Regions from separate parts of the Columba livia genome. Here region 1 is linked to region 2. The links are chromatin contacts, called in public Hi-C maps. All regions are on one chromosome and are shown on one strand. Each heading gives the region's core, a stretch centred on a gene start, on an enhancer-like site or on the middle of the called end of the contact. The rest is flanking DNA. Distances are from core to core; before and after follow the strand shown. Region 1 overlaps APCDD1 (APC down-regulated 1). Region 2 has its middle 9.1 kb from the start of NAPG.

The links. Hi-C and Micro-C count contacts between places; a contact is called where the count stands out from the background.
Region 1: a contact with region 2 is called in a Hi-C map of crop, with 4 times the contacts expected there. The contact joins two enhancer-like sites. A contact is called at or near these places in 2 of 2 Hi-C or Micro-C datasets (crop and liver).

What each region holds. Positions count from the first base shown.
Region 1 is chr2:108,369,362-108,372,061 of bColLiv1.pat.W.v2, forward strand. APCDD1 (APC down-regulated 1) reads left to right here. Exons shown (of 5, transcript XM_065053131.1): 5 at 1-147. Among named protein-coding and RNA genes, the nearest start is that of APCDD1, 35 kb to the left of the region's middle. Within about 2 kb of position 1,415, at least 1 of the 3 cell types and tissues checked has an H3K27ac peak away from gene starts, as active enhancers do.
Region 2 is chr2:108,098,187-108,100,886 of bColLiv1.pat.W.v2, forward strand. No RefSeq gene overlaps it. Among named protein-coding and RNA genes, the nearest start is that of NAPG, 9.1 kb to the left of the region's middle. Within about 2 kb of position 1,270, at least 1 of the 3 cell types and tissues checked has an H3K27ac peak away from gene starts, as active enhancers do.

The DNA of each region.
Region 1 (2,700 bases), core at 165-2,664, 270 kb after region 2:
GTGCTGGATTTAAAAGAAATCTTTTTATTTTTGTAAAGTTACAGAAGATATTTTTCTTCTCAACTACGTTCAAGATTAAACTGCCGGGGAAGTTTAAGCACTTGTTAAACTATTGATTGAAATAAAAGAGACTAACTGAAAAATTAAGTATCTCTTTGCCTCCTACACGTTAATTTTCTGTTCACTTTCTACCTGTAAAAAATTACAGGTGTCTCAGAAAGCAATAACCAAAAATCCCTCTGTTCAGTAACTTGTGCACAGAAAAGCTCATTTCTTACACTATAGAGAAGAAAACACTTTTGCTTGAGAACATGTCACTAGAAACAGCTCTGATGAATACAAGTGGGAAGATTTGGGTTTCACAGCACATCTTTAGGTTCTCTGACTAAAATAGGGTCTGGAAATGCCCAGCAAGTAACAACAGCATTGGCTTGCAAAGAGCATATGGCCAGAGCATCTTTGTCAGGATAAAGACAGTGGTTTAAAAGAAACAAAATATTTTTCATAAATGAGAAGTAAGCAAACAAAACAGCATCACTGCCCTGCTATTCCATCTCTCTTGATGTAAGGGCTACAACCCGGGGGGCTGGGATTAGAAGAGACTCTTTTCTTAAACAGGAAGAAAAACCTCAAATTTACTGAGAATGGAAAGAAAATCACAGGATAACAAGAGTATCTTTCTTCAGTGCTGTGCAGTTTCACTCCAGCCTCACTTGCACAAAGAAAGAAGATGTGAAATGAAGCCAATGAGACTTCCACCATCACCATCAAAAGCTTGGGAGTCAAATGATTTCTGAGGTTTCAGACGCAACTCAGGAGGCCCCTGAAAGATGAGCTTGATTTTCAGGAAGAATGCCCTAAATTACAAGGCAGTCCAAATGCAGTAGCCACAGCCTGTGAAGAAGTGGCACTCTTTCCACATCAAGTAGTGGGTACGGATGAATTCAGGCATAAATAGATTATACATGGCAAAATATACTCACTCCTGACACAACAGGGTAGGCTAGGTAATAAAAACCAGCACTACTCATTCTGAATTTTTTCATTTATTTTCCATATTTTTTCCTCTTACTAGAAAGCATTTGCCAATAATTTTTTTCCTTCCAGTCTCCTCGTCTTTGGTGCAATCACTGTTGATGTCTTTAAATTACTATTTGCTGACAGCAATAAATAACAATAAGGAAATGAAGAAACAAAATTTCCACTCCACTGGTGAATCAGGCAGAAACAAACATGGCTGCAAGGCATGAAACCATAGGGACCCTAAATAGCTGAGGAAACAGCGCTGTTGGCCTGAGCAATTATTTACTAAGCACCTTCTCCCCACCCTTTCTTCATCACAAGTCTGCTCCAGGGTATAGGACCAGTCCATCGCACGGATTCTAGCTGTGGCGCTGCCAAGCCTCAAGAACAGTAATTAATTTCTACGTGTCTCCCAGTCACGGGAACTGCCCGTGATCACTGCTCTAAAGCAGGTAGACACAATTCCCAACATTCTTTTCCCATGGGAACCACATTGGACCCTGTCCACTGTCATTTCCATGACAGTCTATTGGAAAATGGGCAAGCAAACTATGCAGGATAGTGCATTCTTCAAATACAGAAATAAAAAAAGTTTGGGTAAAAAGTTTGTTCTTGGAGTTGTTAGGAATTATATTTCTTAGATTAACTCTGCTGAATTCTGCAATTCCACCCATGGAAAAAGTCTGGGATCTGACCTACTACATACCTTCATCCAGAGAAGAGATGCTTGCTAGACAGACACAAGCATAGATAGACAGACAGCAGCTTTACTAACTACCCGATAAGGCATTGCTGGAAACAACCATATCTTCCAGCAAACACAATGAATACCTTCATGGTTATAACCAAGAGACAGGCAAAGCCCGTGGGCGGGCCGGGAGTGGCTGCCGGAGCCGGGAGCGCTGAGGGCCGGGGAGACATTGCCATCTGGCGGCCTTCCTCAGCCTTCTTCCTACCGCCAGCTTTCCCCCAAAAAAACAGCGGGTAGAGGCAGCGGGGAGACCGAAACCAGACAAGGTGGGAGGTTCGCAGTCCCATTTACCGCGAACAATGAGCAGAAGCGCGGTTGAAGTGGAGAATCAGCGCGTTGTCCCTTGGTCTGAATATAGCAATTAACTCAGATCGCTTAGGAGAGAGCACAGTAGCAACTACGGAACAGAGCAGTGCCAGCAAGGCAAAGAGGGTGACACCACCATCACTTAAAGGGTCATCAGAGCCCGGTTAACTGGGCAAATTAACAGGAAACACGTACTGGCCCTTAAACTGCATCGGGGGACTGGATTAGATGATCTTTTGAGGTCCCTTCCAATCCCCAACGTTCTATGATTCTATGAACGAGTTTCTCCATTGAGTCCATGGTTTTACACAGAAAATAAAAATACACATACAGCTTTTTAAAGATATTTTAAAGTCCTCCCTGAGGATCAGGCTAACACTACAATTTCATTCCACATGATGCTCTCTCCTTACCAGGGGAGCACACCATTCACAGGAGCTTTAGTGATAAAAGAAATCACAGGAACTTCGCTTAGAAGAAATCTGAAGTCAGGCTTTCGAGAGTTAAGAAGCACCAAAATGAAGCTTTGTCCCTGTAGCCCCTTCTGCATGCCATACAAACATGGCAAGACTTTCTGAACCTATGCAATAGGCACTAGAGGAATCTCTTCCCCACACTGC
Region 2 (2,700 bases), core at 20-2,519:
TCTAACTAAAGTTTTGTATTTCACCTGAGTTCTATAAAACAGAATATTTTAAATTAATTCAGTTCAAATAAACCACCTTTTCTTTCTGTGTGACTTTGATGAAACCATTGACTTTGTTTTCTGCTCCTCAATTTTATATAGAGAACATATGGTTTATTACTGTGGTGCATGTGGAGAAAACCCAACTGTGGTTTTCTCTTGAAAAAAGAAAATGTCTAGTATTTTGTGAAAGTAATCTGGAAGATCAGGTTAGCATATCTTTGGACTATCCACAGATACGTAATTAAACTGTTTCTCATATGTAAAAAACATATGAGTGTGAGCACAGTGAATTCTCTTAAATGTAATTGCCTTTAATGTCATCTTCTCTGAAAGCAGTAGTGGGAAAATTTCAAGGAGGAATCAAAGCCTCCTTGTAAAAATCATATTCTTTATGTTTACTCTTAAACTGGTAAAGGAATTTATGACATGGGGGTAGGTCCCAATTTTTTTTTTTTTTTATTTTCAAGAACTGTAGAAATGAATCAAGTATTAATTCTTCCTTTTAAGCTGCAAAATGTATTTTCTTGTCTCTAAACCTGCTAAAAAAGGAACAATCACAGTACTTAAAAATCTGCTTCCCCTGCATACATATACTGTTAATAAAGATTACAGATGCACCTTCAGATGAGAAAAGGTAAATCAAGGTAGTGTTTCCCTACAGTTCTGTGTGCCAGGTCTTTCCTGTGATGGATATGCTTCTTACATACTTTTCTGTCCACAGTATTGCAGAGCACTCTGTCATTTCCCAATTATGTGTGTTTGCTTTCTACCTCCTACCTTCTTACACTGTTCTCTTTCCTGTTATTTCATGTGGTTTCTGGCTTTGATTTTGCTCTTTCAACTGGTGGCTGCTTCCTTCTCCTTTTTTTCTTCTAAGTGCTGCTTATAGTAAAGGTGTCCCATGATACAAAAATAAAGTAAAGGTGTCCCATGATACCAAAATACATGCTCTTATGGATGGTTTAAAGGCTGCAGAATAGAAACAGAAGCACAGATGGGTGCATGGAACATGTAATCTTTTCCACATAGTTGCATAAGAGGCTACAGGAAAAGCAGGAGGAAAAACTATTTTAAGTGCAGCTCCTCACTTCACCTGTGGCTTCTGGACCACAAGAAGGATACCACATATTCCCACGTCATTTGGAAAATTGCACATATGATTCAAAATCATATGGAAAAAGTAGTGAAGAATTATAGAATGACAGAACTTGTTGGAGAAGGTTCAGAGGAGAGACACAAAAATGATCAGAGGTCTGGAACACCTCTCCTATGAGGACAGACTGAGAGAGTTGGGGTTGTTCGGCCTACAGAAGAGAAGGCTCTGGGGAGACCTCATGGTGACCTTTCAGTACTTAGAAGTGGTCTATAAGAAAGGTGGGGACAGACTTTTTAGCAGGGCCTCTTATGGCAGGACAAGGGGCAATGGTTTTAAACTAAAGGAGGGGAGATTCAGGCCAGACATGAGGAAGCAGTTTTTGACAAAGAGGGTGGTAAAACACTGGCCCAGGTTGCCCAGACAGGCGGTAGATGCCCCATCCCTGGAGACATTCAAGGGCAGGCTGGACAGGGCTCTGAGCAACCTGATCTAATTGAAGATGTCTCTGCTCGTAGCAGGGAGTGTTGGACTAGATGACCTTTGAAGGTCCCTTCCATCACAAACTATTCAACACAAACTATGGATTCATTGAGGTTGGAAGCCATCTCTGGAGATGGTCTAGTCTAACTCCCCTGCTGAAAGCAGGGTCAACTATAGCAGACTGCTCATGAGCATGTCCGGTTGGGTTTTGGATATCTCAATAAAGAAACCATGCAGGGATGGGTCATAAATATAATAAGTCATATTCATAATAACAATTAAGCTATTGTGAGTTATGATGGCTACCACTGAACCGTGGATTAACTAAGAGCTAGTGGTGAATTCTTTCTCAATTGTAATCTTTAAATCAAACCCAAATCTCTCTTAAAAGATATGATTTTGGAGCTTGATACAGTATTTGGCAAGTGGAATTCAACAGTCCATGTTTTGTAAAGGCCAGAGTTGAGGAGCTTGTCTGTCACTTCTTGAGCTCAGTCTGGTGAATATAGATCAAGACGTGATCCCTGATTTAAAGGATGTTGTAATGAAACCTAGCGAACACAGGAGGGCTCTATTTGAACACGTATTAAGAAACATTTAGGGTGGTGCCAAACAGGAGTGGTACGTTTCGGTATTACATAACCTTAAGCTAAAGTGCAGTGCAGTTTAGAGAAGTAGAAGACTCTTAACAGTTTGCTGTGAAATTATCATCTTGTTTGGGGTATGTATGGGTTTATATCTAAACATTGCCTCCACGCTGGAGCACAGAAATATAAAAATAGATCATATGAACCCCAGCTGAAGTGGCTCATTATGAAACACATGAAACAAAATTCCTGATTTTGTCATTTATACTAAATATATACATTCTGTGTGAAACAGGTTTAGATTTAGATGTCACAGATATATATCACAGTACATCACAATCTGGCCTCTGGCTGGGAAAATGGTCTGTTACCTTGATTTTACATTTCAAATCTTAATTTTTCCTTATTGCTACCATGGAAACAAATGGAGAATCAAAGCAGCAGGGAACAAAAAGCCACTATTGCATAATTGGGTTTGGCCATTCCTCCACAGAG